Linked DNA regions of Pan troglodytes: region 1 is linked to region 2. Evidence: chromatin contacts called from public HiChIP or PLAC-seq data. All regions are on one chromosome and are shown on one strand. The core of a region is the stretch at or near the end of the contact, and the rest is flanking DNA. Distances in the headings are between cores, read along the strand shown. Region 1 holds the start of SCLY (selenocysteine lyase). Region 2 holds the start of RAMP1 (receptor activity modifying protein 1).

Region 1 (4,558 bases), core at 738-3,237, 200 kb before region 2:
TTTATAAGATGACAAAATAAATGCCACAGAAAGTACAAATTCCCTGAAAGATCCCTCACTAAGTAAAATTTATCTGTATATCTTTTTACTAATATCCAAAACCTTCAAAAGCCTTTAGAAAAATGTGTAGTAGTAGTCCTGCCTGATATTAATTTATCTAGTTTTTAAATAAACAGTGCTTACACCAATCCACATGAAAACCCAGATACAATGACTAACTGTGGCTGTTAAGCCACTGAGTGTGGACAGAATGTGCATTAGTTGTAATGAAGCATCTTTTCTGTTCAAAATCACTCAACAGGCTGTGCCCTGTGGCTCACGCCTGTAATCCCGGCACTTTGGGAGGCCAAGGCGGGCAGATCACCTGAGGTCAGGAGTTCAAGGTCAGCCTGGCCAACATGGCGAAACCCCATCTCTACTAAAAATACAATAAAATTAGCTGGACGTGGTGGCACGTGCCTGTAATCCCAGCTACTTGGGAGGCTGAGACAGGAGAATCGTTTGAACCCGGGCAGTGGATGTTGCAGTGAGCCAAGACTGCGCCACTGCACTCCAGGCTGGGTGACAGAGTGAGACTCCATCTCAATTAAAAAAAAAAAAAATCACTCAATAGGTACAAGGCTTTGACAAGTTTGACTCGCCATCCTTTACCACTCTGGTACTAGTATTAATAGTCCTAGGAATCCCCCAGCCCGGCTTGACTTTGCATGTGTCCTTAAATCTGTTTTTCTTTCCTATAAATAAGCATCCAAAGTACCTAAGGCTAGCTAGTGTTTGTTGAGCAACTATAGCTCTTCAATCTGCTGCTGGGCTGAACAAATCTATTTTGTTCAGATTAATACTTTACACATTCTTTTGCTTCATTATTTGCTGCTTCCTTAAAATGCTATCAGTATTGGATGAGCAGGCTCAACTTTGTTAGTTCATAACCAAAAAATAAAAAATCTTGGGAATCTCGCTCCACTGATTCCCTAGGGGATATTTTCCCAGATCCCTTCACTTTGTTCCAACCAAGGCAGAATGCCAAATGTGTGTGCTTTAGGCCTGGACCCCCTCATATTCTAAGCATGGGTAGCGAATGAGCTCACAAAAAGGAAAAAGAGGGGTCTGGAAAGAAGACACACAAACCAGAAAATGCATACCCCTGCCTCCTGCTCTTCTCGGACTTAACTAGTATGAACACCACGTGCTCCGGGTCTCCGCGCTTCTCAGCGGTGGCCATCCCGTTTCCTGCAGCTGGGCCAGCAGTCTGGGAGAACCCTTGATTCCCTTTCACCTGCCCCAGTGCACCAGCTTCCTACCAACGCATCCGTTTCTGGGCGCACACCACATCTCTCTCCTAGGTTGTTACAAGATCCCCAACTGGCTTCCCGGCTTCCTCTCGTCCCATGCCTACCCGCGCCCCTACTTTCTAGGAAGCAGCCAGAAGGACTCTTTCAAAACACTTAAATCGCATCGCCCCGTGATCAACTTCCGAGGCCCCAAAAGGCTCCGAATGAACCCCAAAGTTCTTCCCGGGCTCAGGGGCTCTGCCGGTTCACCTCCGGCAAGTCCCCTGCCCTTCGCATCTGGTGTGCCCTCTTCCTGGCAGGCTCTGTTTCCCCAGAACCTGCAAACCTCACCCCTGGAAGTCACTCGGGTTTCGGCCCCAAAGTCACCTCTCCGTGGGCCCTTGCGGGGCCACAGCTCGCACCCGTTCCTCCTCGAAGCTCGCATCCCTGACTTAGGCCGACCTCGCGGACACCCCCGCGCGGGACGCCCCACGCGAGAGCGGCCACAGGCCGGCAGCCCCCTTCGTCCTCCCGCGCGGGACAATCGGCGACAGGCGCCGGCCGCTCCCCGGCCCTGCCCTGAAGGCGCGCACCTCTCCGGCGAGTTGTGTTTCCCGCAGCCGCTGGGCTGACTCGCCGCGGGTGCCGGCGCATCCCTCCCCGGCGCCACGGCCGCCTCCATCCCCGCCCCACTGCTGCCGGGGTTCCAGCCTCCTTCCCGCGGAGCGCTAAGGGCCCAGAGCGCCGGGGAGGAGGCGGGGCCGCGACGCCTGGGCGCGTCCGGATTGGCTGAGCGAAGCACCCCCAGCCAATCCACCCGCTTCAGAGGGCCGCCGAGCCCCCAGCGGGGAGGCGGGGCTGCGCTGGGTCAGGTGACGGGTGGGGGCGGGGCCTAGCGCGTCACAGAGCTTCCCGGGAACTGGGCGAGAGGAGCCGCGTCTCCTGGGCCGGCGGATCCCCGCACTTTCACTTCCGGGGGAGCCCCGTGACCTTCGCTGTTTGGGGCAGGGCCGCCATCGGGCCGTGGCCGGTTAGTCGGCGTAAGAGCAGGCGGGGCCCGAGCTGGACCTGAGGAGCAGAGGCGGCTGGGCAGTCTTGCGGGTGCCTCCCTCTAGCCGCATGAGCGCGGGACCGTGCACTCCGGGAGAGCCGGGGCCGCGCCGCCTTGTTCGCCGCGAACCCTCGAGGGGAAGTGCCGGGACCGCGGCAGCAGGGCCAGGGCCCCGGGGGTCTCCCGCAGGCCACCCTGGACAGTGATGAGCAGGTCCGCTGGACCTGCGCGTCCGTTAGTGGGAGCGGCTCCATAGGGGACCTGGATGGCGTGAAGTTAAGAGTCACGCATCGAGGATGGACTTGAGGGGATCTGGAGTAGAGGATGGGAGGGCATTGAGAAAATAGGGCCAGAGATGAGGGACTCTAAGTGGGCGTGGAAACGCAGGAAAGATTAATTCAAGATCTGTTTAGGCCGTTAAATAGGAATTGGGGCATGAGGGACAGGAAGGAAGCAAGGATTAGACAAGTGACTGGGAAGATGTTAGTGCCTTTATCTGGGTAAGAGGGAACACGGGAGGGGGAAAGATGATGGGTTGAGCTTTGGACATGTTGAGTTGTCTGTGAGACAGTCACAAGTGTAAACATCCACCAATGGTTGGTGTCCCGCCAACCATTACGAAAAGTCAGTGTGAAAGTGGTAAAAATGAGCAAAAATCCCTGAACTCTCACGAAGCCATCCTACCGTCACTTTTTTTGTTTTTTGGGTTTTTTTTTTTTTTTTTGGCATAATAGTGTCTACCTTTAATTGAGCCTTGAACTATGCCAGGCAGTGTTCTAGGTATTTTTCGTGTGTTCACTAATTTAATCTTGATGATTAACCCAGTCTGGTAGGTATTTATGTATGAGGAATCCAAGATACAGAAAGGCATCTTGCCCAAGTTCACACGAGTAGTGGCTGGAGCCAAAATTCGGTTTCAAGCATGCTTTGCCAAGAGGTTGAATTTTAATTGGCTTTTCATGGGCTTTCTCTATTTTGTGTCCTGTTGGGGTCCAGAATAACTTGGCTTTTCCAGCACAGCAAATCTGCACATTTCTGGACTCATTCCCTCTCATTCTTCCCTATAAACGCAGCTCATTTCTTGCCAAATGCAGCCAGTAGCAAAGGGCCCACCAACATTTAAGAAGCAAATGGATGCACAGGAGCATGAGAACAGTCAAAAGAGGAGGAAAGGAAAGGGAATTGAGAAGGAATGTCAAAAAAGTCAAGAAGACAGATAATAGTGTAAAGTGTGGCTGAGAGGCAATCCGAAGTCTACTGTGCGTAACAATTAGGAGGCACTGATAAACTAGCGAGAGAAGTCTCAGTCATGGGAGAGGCATGGAAGTTAGAATGCAAAGATGGGATATGAAAAAATGAAGAATGCAGTCAACTCTTAAAACGGTTGAGAAAGGAGGAATTAAAAAGGCGTATAAGATTACAGGCAAGCTGGGCGCGGTGCTTCACCCCTGTAATCCTAGCACTTTGAAAGGCTGAGGTGGGCGGATCACCTAAGGTCAGGGGTTCGAGACCAGCCTGGCCAACATGGCAAAACTCCGTCTCTACTAAAAATACAAAAATTAGCCGACTATGGTGGTGCATGCTTGTAATCCCAGCTACTGGGGAGGCTGAGGCAAGATAATCACTTGAACCTGGGAGGTGGAGGTTACACAGTGAAGCTGAAACCATGCCACTGCACTCCAGCCTGGGTGACAGAGTGAGACTCCGTCTCAAAAAAAAAAAAAAAAAAAAAAAAGATTAAGAGCAAATAGAGACTGAACATGTTCATAGGCTAAAGGGAGGTAGCTAACAGGACATGCAAGAAAGAGGAGCCAAAGTCCTGGAGGAGACGATAGGGGATGAAGTTAAGAGTAAAGGTGGCTAGGGAAGTTGATAGGCATGGGGAGAATTCATTCTCTAAATCTGTTTGGAAGGCTGTAAGGATAGGAGCCCAAGGACAATGGACAAGGTGACGATTCATCCCAAGCACTCCTTGGGCCAGTTAGGCAGCAATAAGGTTTGTGTTTCCAGGTGAACATAGTGAGTGTAGTGGTGGAGTCAGACAAGATAGTGTCCAAGATGGCTGGTGATACCCCGAAAGAATTGAGTACAAACATACAGAAGCCCAGGTGCTGAGGTAGCCCAGCTGAAAACAATTTAGGGTACAACATGCAGCAGCAGCTACCACCATTCCAAGTATACTGGTCACACATGCAACAGATGACCTACCAAGATGTCTCTAATACAAACACAAGTG
Region 2 (5,039 bases), core at 1,630-4,129:
ACCATTTGCACTGTGGATATAAATGTTTCTCAACAGCCCTGGCCTCGGACTGGTAATAAGCACACTGACAGGCATGCGCCTATGGAAGGAAGACAAAAATCCAGAAATTTCTTCCTGCAGCTAAACACACAGAGAGGGTAAACAAACACACTGAGTTGATTAGCAAATAAGAATCCTTCAGATTTGGACTTTGGCATGAGAACTGTGTCCAGATTTAAAACCGCATGGCAATCTGAAGCAGTCACATAGCATTTCCTGTGATGTCCCCATCATTCCAATTCTACTTGTATTTATATAAAGTCATATATTTCAATTAATGTTGCAGCCATTAAAAAAAACCCTGGCTCCCACGTGACAGCCAAGGAAGGCATGCGTTTCCTAGGACAGGTGACTGAGTTCATGTGTGACAGCACCAGCCAGCATTCCCTGAGTGAAGATGGATGCGAAAAACCAGGGGCTTCTAACGCATCCTTCTTTCCTGATTAACGAACAGCTTTTCGGTGTCTATACACAAACCTTTCAGAATGCACGTAGAGTCTCCAGTAAACAGAAGAGTACACAGGATGCTCAGAGGGAAAAGAACTATATATGGATCCTAAGTTTTTTTTTTTTTGAGACGGAGTTTCACTCTTATCACCCAGGCTGGAGTGCAGTGGCATGATCTCAGCTCACTGCAACCTCTGCCTTCCGAGTTCAAGCGATTCTCCTGCCTCAGCCTCCCAAGTAGCTGGGATTATAGGTGCCTGCCACCATGCCTGGCTAATTTTTTTGTATTTTTAGTAGAGACGGGGTTTCACCATGTTGGCCAGGCTGGTCTCGAATTCCTCACCTCAGGCGATTCACCCACCTCAGCCTCCCAAAGTGCTGGGATTACAGGCGTGAGTCACCATGCCTGGCCGGATTGTGAGATTCTTAATAACTACCTAAGACAGATAGCTTGATTGTAAAATTGTCACAGATAAGTTCTTAAACCTGTAAACTAGAGTACTTAAAAAAATTCCACATTGCCATTCTGGGTAGCAAAATCTTCATCACCAAGGAGACCTGGCTAGTGCTACAGTTTGGGAAGGAAACAGCCTGTGCTCAGTAATTCTACTAATTACAGCTGGGCTCCAATGACATTAATTTGCTGATAACCTCATAAAGTTTTGTTTGTTCTTCCAAGATATAACATTAGCCAGGCCACTCAAAATAACGTTAAAATTACAGGACTTTGGACTTTCGGCAGAACATGAATAGTTTTCTTGGTAAACAAGGAAGGTCTTTATATGTGATCGTGACATAGTGCTTTATTTACACAAGCTTTAGAGGGTTCAGCCTCTGGACACTAGTAAAGAACGTTTATTTATTTGGTTATTTATGTAAAAAATATTCCACAACCCAGCTCTCTGCCTTGCTAACAAAGAAATATTTGTTTCTTAGGAAACGAAAACAGTGAAGGCCATGTCAAGCCAAATGGAGAGAATAAAATTACTGCGAGATTCTGCTTTCCACGTAACTTCAGCCAAAACTCTAAAGTGGCAAGATCCGCTTTCAGATTATATTATATCGGCCTCTGAGGATTCTATGCAGATCTGCCACCCCTTGGAGAGGTTTACAAATAGGGACCAGAAATCCATGGCTCCCAAGAAGCCCTGGCCGCTCTCCTTGCTGGGCCACGAACCGCTCCCCCAGCTACAACAGCGCCGGTGGTCCCTGCTTGCCCAGTGCCAGCGCCGAAGAGGTCTTGTGCGGCAGGTGCCTCTGACCAACATCACTGTTTCCGGGGAAAGGCCACACATACCAGAAACAACTGCTCCGGCCTTCCCAGGGACACTGGGTTCTCCCACGCCAGTAACCTATTCACAGTTTCCGTTAAAAGGTAGCTAAATACACGGAATAATGCAATAACCAAAGCGGTTTAGAAGGGGCTTGAGTTAGCATTTTAGGAACACATTACAGACAAGGGAAGTGAACAGCACCGTTTCTTGCCGAGTGTGTGGCCAGTTCCTGTGGCCATGGGGCTGCTGCTAATCTCCACTTCTCCCTCCAAGTGGAAAGCCAAACATGTTCCACCACTTCACCAAGGGACCCGTCCTTCTTTAAATTTCTATTAGCCAAAAGTGCCAAGTTAACAAGCAAACCAAAAGAAAAAAGAAAAAAAGCGATGGAAATGTCCCGAAAAGGGCTGGCCTCATTTCTGCAAAAGACGTGATTTGCAAACAAGCAACTGCTGCAGGCGACAGATTGTCAGTGTTGACTAATTTCCATACAAACCGGCTGTGGTTCTGATTTCCGAACACTGCGTCTTCTGCAAGCTGCCTGTCTGCAGGTTTTGCAACGCGGGACGGCCTAGGGAAGGGAGCCTGCGCTGGCAGTCACCGCGGCGCACAGCCTGAGAAACGAGGTGCGGGGCTGGGGAATCCCGCGTCCTGTTTTTCCTTCTGAAAACTACTTCTCCAGTGTGCAGGGCTGACTCGCCCCACGCTTTCCAGAATGCCCGCTCTCCGACGTCCCCAAAGCCGTCCCTTCCCCGGCGAGAAGCGCAACACCGGTCCGCGCCCTCCGCCTCCCCTGTACCCTGGGGCCTCCCGCCTGGAACCGGGGCGGCCCGCGTTCAAGGGCAGCGGATCTGTGCGCCCGCGGCGTCCGCCCCCACCCGCTCCCCTCCTCTCCCCTAGAGGACACCGGCTGGCCAGGGGAAGGGAGCTCGGCCGAGACCCCTGGCCCTACTCACCCAGGAGCAGCCAGAGGCCGCGCCGCGGGAGGCGGCACAGGGCCCGGGCCATGGTGCACAGCGGTGCCGAGTCGAGTCCGCTCGCCACGCGCCCCGCTGAGGACTGAGCCCGCCGCGGCGCGGGCCCGGAGGAGACGCGCCGGGGGCGGGAGCGGGCGCGGGAGCGGTGGGAGGCGGCGGCCGCGCGGCCCGGCCCACTGCGGCTCCCCGGCTGGGTGCCAGGGCCGGGGGCGCCCAGGGCCGGTAAAACCTTGCAGGGGGGCCGCGCGGGCGTCTCCAGGCCCCTCCCGGGGGGCGGCACACTTGGGGTCCCAGGAAGGCCTCCTGAAATGTTCTCCCAGCAAATAAACACTTTTTAAACTAGGGAGGGTCTCCTAGACGACTCAGCGTGAGCGGCACCTTGGTCTCCACCTGGGGATCTTCCCCTCCTCCTCCTCCGAGGTTCTGGGCGTTCCTGCCTGGTGTTTGCCTTGCAAAAGGCTAAGATCTCCCAGCCTTATCTACCTCTCCGCCCAGGTGCAGGCGCTGGGGAGCGTGGGGGGCAAAACTCGCCGCCGCGCCTGGCGAGACCCGTAGTAACCCAAAATGGCGCACACTTACCAGGCCCTGGAATGCTGCTCCAGATCTGCAGGATGAGTGGGTGGGCAGAGGCGGGGACAGCACGGCAGGTGAACAGAAGCCGTGGGGCTGGAGGAACAGGGCTCTTTGGGGGGATTGAGATGGCCTGGGAGTCTTGCCGTTGATGGGTAGGTAGCGAGAGCCTGGCAGGAGGTTGTGAGGGCCTGGCCACAGAGTCCTGAGATGAGGTTTGCTTTGGTGGCACTCTGGCAGCTGCATGGAAAACTGATGGGGGATCTTGGGTACATTCGTTTATGTAAAGTGGTGAGAGGAGGGCGCTCTGGAGATGGGCCGGGGAAGCCTACGGAGGAGCAGGTTCTGGGAGGCACAGGCCTGGCCTCTCGGCATTACTGGTGGCTGGATTTCACTTGCAGTGGTTCCTTCTTGTATTATCCTGTTCCGAGAACTCTTAGCAACAGTAAATTTATACTTGTGCTAAGGAATGCACCACTGCCCTTGGAGGGGGAAGAATCACCACCCTGGTGCTGCGGCCACAGCTGTCTCTTTTGTGGTGGAAGCTGCAAGTGCACAGCATTGCTGAGTGACCAACGTTTTCTCCTAGGAAAGGGAACAGTCTGTGGCTGAGAGGCTGCTGCCACCTGCAGTAAGCTTAGAGAAGGGGAGACAGCCGACAGCGAGGTCATCCACTGGTTCTTCTAACACAGGCTGCGAGGGCACTCAGGGCCAGCATGCCTACCACCTGTGCAGGGGCCCCAAGTGTTCTGAGAGTGAGGGGTGAGATGGTGGGGGAGGGCACACATTCTCTTGACTTGATTAGCCCTTGTTCTTGAACCCTAGGAGATACACCCCATTGGGTGGCCTGGCATCCCTACTTTCTTCATTTAACAGACATTTGTGTCCCTATGTGCAAGACACTGTTAGATCGACCAGCCCTGCCCTTCAATTGGTGAATCTAGGGGGTGACCTCTAAAACTCTCAATAACATGAGCGCCACAATACAGGAGCCACCCGGAACAAGGGACACTTGCCTCAGCTGCAGTGCAAGCAAGGAGACAAAGGACTTTGGACAAAATGCAGCCCAGGCAGTCCTGAGGGCTGGGTGGAGAGAAGGGCACAAGGGAAACGCAGGCCCGAGCACAGGCCTGGCAGCCAGAGGCCGTGCCATGTGAGAGCAGCACAGCTAGTGGGGAAGGGTGGCTGCCAGCGCAGCCCTGGGACAGGGCCACCGTACATCCTGCACTAGGCGATGGCCAGTCATAGTAGGGGAGAAGAACCTGCATCTTTCTGCAGCCATCACTCGCCCTCCATATCCAGGGACTCTGGCTTGAGCCACCCTTTCTACTTGTAGCTTGTGGACTTTGGCTGCATGTTTTTGGTTGGCAACTGGGACTCCTCTTTCATCAGGCTCAGCAGGAGTCTTCCTTCCCAACGTTTTCTCTTTGAAGCTTGACTGCAAGGAGGCAAGGCCAGAGGCCCCTGTCACTGCTGTTTTCTCAACACCCCCTAAAGGATACATTTTCCTAAGAAGACAAAGCCTATTTCTCAAGTTCACATGCTTTAGAAATTCACAGTTCTCTGGAGAATGCTGAAGTAAGGCACACACCTAGAGGCATGTTCTGTCCTAATGATTTTCCTGTGTGTACCTTGGGTCTAAGTAAGAGATTCCTTAGCAACTACTGTGGGCTTCCCGTCTTCAGAAGTTGTAGTCTGATGTATCTGTATTTCTAACTGGTCAGAGGTAGCA

What was found. HiChIP or PLAC-seq counts read pairs in DNA pulled down with a chosen protein or histone mark.
Region 1: an H3K4me3 HiChIP or PLAC-seq map of stem cell-derived excitatory neurons shows a contact between it and region 2, with 14 times the contacts expected there. The contact joins the promoter of SCLY here to the promoter of RAMP1 in region 2. A contact is called at or near these places in 2 of 7 Hi-C or Micro-C datasets (blood and stem cell-derived neural progenitor cells) and 1 of 1 datasets of contacts at active chromatin or transcription factors (stem cell-derived excitatory neurons).

What each region holds. Positions count from the first base shown.
Region 1 is chr13:140,232,772-140,237,329 of NHGRI_mPanTro3-v2.0_pri, reverse strand. It overlaps SCLY (selenocysteine lyase), which reads right to left and starts at 1,987. Exons shown (of 12, transcript NM_001302528.1): 1 at 1,865-1,987. The coding sequence starts at 1,953.
Region 2 is chr13:140,033,231-140,038,269 of NHGRI_mPanTro3-v2.0_pri, reverse strand. It overlaps RAMP1 (receptor activity modifying protein 1), which reads right to left and starts at 2,879. Exons shown (of 3, transcript XM_516183.8): 1 at 2,717-2,879. The coding sequence starts at 2,768.